Linked DNA regions of Gossypium hirsutum: region 1 is linked to region 2. A link is a contact called in public Hi-C data. All regions are on one chromosome and are shown on one strand. Each heading gives the region's core, a stretch centred on a gene start, on an enhancer-like site or on the middle of the called end of the contact. The rest is flanking DNA. Distances are from core to core; before and after follow the strand shown. Region 1 holds the start of LOC107912993. Region 2 holds the start of LOC107895874 (ferredoxin--NADP reductase, leaf isozyme, chloroplastic).

Evidence for each region. Hi-C and Micro-C count contacts between places; a contact is called where the count stands out from the background.
Region 1: a contact with region 2 is called in a Hi-C map of leaf, with 2.8 times the contacts expected there. The contact joins the promoter of LOC107912993 here to the promoter of LOC107895874 in region 2. A contact is called at or near these places in 3 of 34 Hi-C or Micro-C datasets (all in leaf).

The regions. Positions count from the first base shown.
Region 1 is chrA11:24,952,823-24,955,856 of Gossypium_hirsutum_v2.1, forward strand. LOC107912993 reads left to right here and starts at 1,626. Exons shown (of 3, transcript XM_016841390.2): 1 at 1,626-2,074; 2 at 2,170-2,606; 3 at 2,700-3,034. The coding sequence starts at 1,996.
Region 2 is chrA11:24,715,654-24,719,083 of Gossypium_hirsutum_v2.1, forward strand. LOC107895874 (ferredoxin--NADP reductase, leaf isozyme, chloroplastic) reads right to left here and starts at 1,521. Exons shown (of 9, transcript XM_016821092.2): 1 at 1,119-1,521; 2 at 802-1,036; 3 at 506-639; 4 at 287-365; 5 at 1-73. The coding sequence starts at 1,220.

The DNA.
Region 1 (3,034 bases), core at 376-2,875, 240 kb after region 2:
AACTCATTTCTCTAACTTTATCATTTCTAACCATTTTTGTTAATTTGATTTTATATTTAATTCATTTCTGGTTTCAACGAGCTAGCGAGGGACTAATTAGATATATGTAATTGGGGCTCAAATGATTTATAATTAAGTTCCAGCTTTTTGCCTATTAATATAAACTTATTTAGTCACAAAGTCATTTAATTATAATATCGTGATTGAGCTCTCTCCAATTACATGCAATTACGAAAGCTACTCGATTAGTGCTCATTCAATGATCTTGTCATAATTGTGTTACCCACATTAGATATCCTTAATTTTTTTAAGATAAATTCATTCTCCCAATATGACCATATTTTATCTTATGGTAACCATTACATCTTCCTTCATGAAAAGTAAATTATTATCGAATACAAATGAAGTCATTCATTACAAAGACAAACGATTCATGGTCACATTTACTTTTCATCTATCATGTAATACAACATACTGCAGAAGTCGTTTACCCAACACACCTGCTTTCGGTTCCTTATCTATTTGAACTCAGACTTTTACTTACATCAAAGTATACAAATACGAATACATGGTCTGTCATCCACTTAGGATTAAGGTATATCACACCATAAACGTCACAAATGAATAAATCTATAAACGAATTTAAGATCTATTCTACTTGGGTCTTGTCTGATGTATTGTCAGTCCAATCAGTCACATCTATATCTCTATATTTTGGGAGTCATTCACTTTGATACCCAAGACAAAACATCTCTCCAATTGGACTTGATAAACGACATATTAGTCTTTCAATCGATTTACTTATTTTCGATTAAACTAAGGATATGGTTAGGTTCATCTACTAATATAAGTTATCTTTCCATGTTATAATCCGACCACGTAATATCATTTAGTATTAGTTAAACGTTAGATAACCAATGATCCAATATTTGCTTTAATTTTACTTTGCGTGCAAAAACCATTGATGACAATATACAGGGGTATTAATATAGTTTATGGATATTTTTATTAAATCAATTTGATCGAAAAAAATACAATTGTAAACAGACAAAAACACTACACTTAGGGCACCAAACCCAACAACTTGAACTAGGTGTTCAGGAAGATTATTCTTCTGATGCTTAAGAAGCAAGGTTTTAAAGTTGAATCCTAGATTCATTTATAGATTTTTTTTAGGGTTAGTTTAGCATTATTTTTTAAAAGTGGTGTGGAAAAGATACTTTTGAAAAGTTTAGTTTAATATTTAAGTGTTTAATATTGATGTTAAATAGTATTTTTGAGAAATAAAATATTTATTTTAGATATGTTGTAAAGTAAAAAACATGCATTTAGATTATGTTTAAATTCATCAATATTATGATATTTCAATACAAAAATAAGAAAAAAATTTATTGTAATTTATTATTAATATTTTGATATATGAAATATAAATTTTAAATATTTTTAAGTAATTATTATTAATTGTTTGTAAAATGTAATTTGAATATACAAATTATATTTTAAATATTAAAATATGACCATTACAAATTCAAATGTACGATATTATATATTTGAAATAAATTTAAAAAGGAAAATAATCGTATACCTAATATAAATAATACATAAAATACATATAGATAAAAATTAATACACTGGGGCAGTCGCAATTCTAAAGAGGAGCCAAATATCAAAATGAGAAGACCAACCCATCATAATAAAGTAAAAGGAAGTGGATAAATGGAACCCTGAACAAAAATATATTAATCAAATAAAGAAAAGAAACCCTCGAGGGCAACGGCTAGTTTTGTTTACAACGGTAAGAATAAAGATGTTACCCATTAAACCCTCGCCCCAGCCTTAATCAAAATCATATCTCCATACGATATATATAAACCCCTCTCCTCTTAGCCCTTTAAAAACCATCAATTCTAATCTTCTTTTATTAAGGGTTCTGGGCATCTTTCGTGATTTTAGAGTTTTAACGTTCTTTCATTAGCGGAGTTGTTTTGATTTTCAATGGAGACCCCTTTATCTTCAAGAAGAATTACCCGGTCACAGACTTTGGCTGCTTCCAACAACGGTATCCCTGTTTCCAGTGAGTTATTTTCACTTCTCTTTTCATTTCATATATATTTCTTTGTCTATCTTAGGAAAAGAACAAGAAACTAATTTCCTCGTGTCTTGTTGTAGAAGTAAAGACTGAAGGATCGGAGAAGAGTGCGTCTAAAACAAGAACAAGAAATGGGAAACAAGAAGAAGAAGAAGAAAGCTCCGCGCTAATTGATATAACAAACGATTCGCCGATTGTTGGGGTTGCAATGAAGACTCCATCATCTGCTGTAGTAGGTAAGGGTAAGACCAACACGATGACGATGATGACTCCTGGTTCTGGTGAGGCTTTGTTAAGGGGTCAAGTCAAGACTCTGTTGCAGAAGGTTGAGGAAGAGGCTGAGGTTTCAAAAGTGCCATTGGAGAGCCGCCCTTTTGTTCATCTTCAATCCCCAATGGCACTTGTGGCCCCCACTCCTGCAAATACACCCCAGGTCCCTAATCTTTCTGAGGATGGAGGATTGGGTTCAATGCTGATGGATCTTCCTGTTGTCGAAGAAGAGTTGAAAATATCTGAGGTTAGTTTTTTTACTCCCCCATCGCATGATGTCCTTTTTATTTCGTGATCGAATTGCTGAACTTGAGAAATACTTTGGCATGTGATACTACAGATGGTGAGTGCTAACATTGAAGGACAGAAATGTGCGATTACTAGATCGCTGCTGCTGGATTTTGCTGAGAAATCAGAATGCCGTTCTGATAATGGAGTGATAATAACAGAGGACAGCAGTGCAAGCAAAGAGAAGACATTGGCATTCCACAATGATGACATCGACAGCGCCACTATTTGGTCTATCCAGGTTAATGCAAGCACCCATGATGAAGATGAGGATAAGGAAACTTTTGAAGAAATGGGAGATGAATGCTATGACCATAAAGTAGATGGAGGATTGGTGGATGAGCTATGCAAAGGCATAAGCAAGATAAGCATGACAGAGATGTTCAC
Region 2 (3,430 bases), core at 271-2,770:
GGATCCTTTGGCATAAGCATTTCTTTTCCAACAGGTCCAGTTATTTTAACTTCCGCCCCAGGTTTCAAGTCACCTGAAGATATATATTTAAGATGAAAACATAAAACATCAATAGGGTAAATCATATCAGGGATCATATTCTACCAGAAAGCTATCTCTGCCCTTTTGATCATTACTATTTCAGTTTGATGATGCTTATAACTATAATGGGAGGTTAAATTCTGAAATAAGTTGTTCAAAACAATAGTGCATATTATGATGAACCGTAAAAATTCTGAAATCTTACACAAGAAATTGGAGCAGACTCCTTTTACAAGCTCTCCTTTCTCGTTGGTGTATACCAGTCGTTTCACACATAGGGATACCTGCAAAATACGATGAGATGTATGCAGAACATGCTAATGAGATGACTTGTAGACTTGGATAGCTCAAAGCCTAATCTATATACCCAACAGCTTAAGAAATGAATATGAATAATGATGTGATTATAGAAGAGCAAACTCACAGTTTTGGAGTCCCCAAAATCACCAAGAGCACTGCTAGCAATAGAGTACAATCTCAGCTTGTGTGGTTTTCCATTCTTGTCAACGCCATCTGGAATCACCCCAATGGATTGTCCTTCTCTGTAGGGGACCTCTCCTGAACCAATCCAACCAACCAGTCAGCTATGCCTAGGAAGAGACTATTTCTTGTTTTAAGTAAATAATTATCTCAAGAATATAGCAAACTTTGATTACTTTATCATTAAAATTGAACATAAAAGTAGGGCAATGAGGTTACTATTAGAGCTTGCATGCATACCTTCGGTGCTGAAGACCATGTGCCAAGTCTCTCCAGGAGCATCATCGCCAGTGATCTTAGTGTTTAGAAGGCATCTACCAATGTAAGGGTTGATAGGCCTGAACTTGTTAACCACAACACCTTCATCGTTTTTCTTGGATTCCTTTACAACTTTGGCAGGAGCTTCAGTTGTAACCTGGGCCCTGACAGAAACCACTCTCCCCCCACTGCAAACATCTCTGTAGTAAACGGGCACCTGGAAAACAAAACAAAAAAAGCAGCTGATGAACATCAACTTTCAATATTACCAAATCATCACAAGCATGGCAAATATATACCTTCTTGAAGGTGATCCTATCAGGAAAGACAAGAGAGGTTCTAGCAGGGAGAGAGGTGGACTTGGTAGAAGGAACAGAGACTGCAGCAGTAACAGCAGCCATGTCTTTTCTTTTCTTTTTTTATAATGAAGAAATAAGAAGAAAGGAGAATATGTTATTTCTGATGGGGGTTGTTGTTGCAGAAGAAGTAAAAGTGGTGAAGGAAACAAAATGAAGGATGTGATATTGTTTTCAATGTTTATGGATTATGAAGTGGGTGGAGGAGATTTTGAAAGCCAATGCAGTGGCCTGAGTGTGGATAAGTCCATGTGTAAATGTATGACTCTCATAGCACCATATATACCAGTTGTACAACTTCATTGATTCTTTGCTCACCATTTAGTGCTAAATCTACAATTTCTTTGGAATTTGGGATCCAAAATCTCCTCTTATTTCAGCCCACTAAAAGACAATCCATGGGAAGTTTGCAAGTCCAAATAGTTTGATTGGAATAAAAGGTTTCGGCCTATTCGTTTTACTAACCTATTCAATCCAAGGCCGAATTGGACAATAGCAGTAGGTTTGATTAAGCCCAACATTACCCTTTTGATGCCTTGTAGTTATTATGGATACCTGATTTTGCTTTTTGAATTATTAATAATGCGGATATTAACACTTAAATTTAGATGATGATGAACTCAATTAAGGACTATTAAATAATGATAAGAAGTATATAACCCAACAAATATGCATTCGAACAATTAGATAAAATTGTATATGATGTTTATTTTTTTATTATTTTTATTAGTAATAATTAGAGGTGAGCACGAGACTGAGCCGGGCCGGGTTCGGGCTGGGTCAACTAAAATTTTAGACCCGTTTACCAGGCTTGGGCCCAACCCAACCCAAATAATGGGTCTAAAATTTTACCCAAGCCCGACTTGGATAAAAATATTAAAATCTGGGCCCGACCCGGCCCGCCCATATTAATTTTTATATTATTTTTATATAATTTAAAATATATATAATACATCAAAAAAACTAAAAATATCAAAATAAATATTTTCCAACAAATTGAAAATAAATTTTAAAAAATATATATACTTAAATAACACTAAGATAGATGCAACTTAACAATCAAATGTCTCCAAAATTAATAACAAAATTAGCAAATGTCTTTAAAATAATAACAAAATTAACAATAAAATAAATTTTATACAATATTCAAACAATAACAACAAAATAGTAGCAACATAATAGTAAAATGGTAGCAAAATAGGGAGAAAACAACAAGAAAATAATATTAAAAAAAGTAGATTTTTTTTCTTTTATGTATTTGGGTCGGGCCGGGCTCGAGCAAAAAATGTCTTACCCGAGGCCAGACCCATTTTTTAAATGGGCCTTAATTTTTTGCCCAAACCCATTTTTTGGGCCTATATTTTTGCCCAAATCCTCTCAAATTTAGGTGGGCCTTCGAGCTGACAGGTCTAGTAATCGTATTATCAACTAATTTTTTTAAACTAACATAATATGTACGATGATTTTATTTTAATTTTTTTTACAAAAAAATATTTTTATCATTCTAATAATTTTTATAGTATTTAATATTTTTTAAAAATATAAATTATGTAACTGTGTAATTACAAATTGTACTACCAAATATGACATAAGAAATTACGATATAATTATACTCTGCCAACCAAACACGTCTAGAGAATTACAATTCTTTATAATTACAAGAGAATATAATTACTACCCTAATAGTTACACTTTCATTCAATTACCATATGTTGTCCTGACAAATCCTTAGTAAGATAAAAAGTAGTTTGGAGAGATGAAAAATTTAAAGAGTAAAAAAAAGTAGAAAGATTCAAAATGTATATATATTCAAAATGTAATGTGGAAAAATAATAGAAAAAATAGTTTTGGTAAATATGTCATTAGTTCATGTATTATTTTCGAATTTAAAATTTATTTGTTGTATTTTTATTTTTAGAAATTTATTTCATTTACTTTTCATATTTCAAAATTCAAGTTCAACTGTTAGCATTAATAACATTATTTTGTTAAATTTAGGTTTATTACAATGTTATTTTTGTAGTTACATGACTACTAAGTGAGTATTTTTTATTTATTTCAAAATGTCACATAAAAATTTTAACAAAAAAATAATAATAAGAGTATTAACTATTTGAATTTGAATTTTGAAATCTGAAAAATAAAAAAACTAAATTTTTAGAAATAAAAGTACAATGACTAAATTTTAAAATTATGGAGAGTACAGAGACCTATGATCTATTTTAACTAATAATTTTTCTCTTCATTTTCTCTCC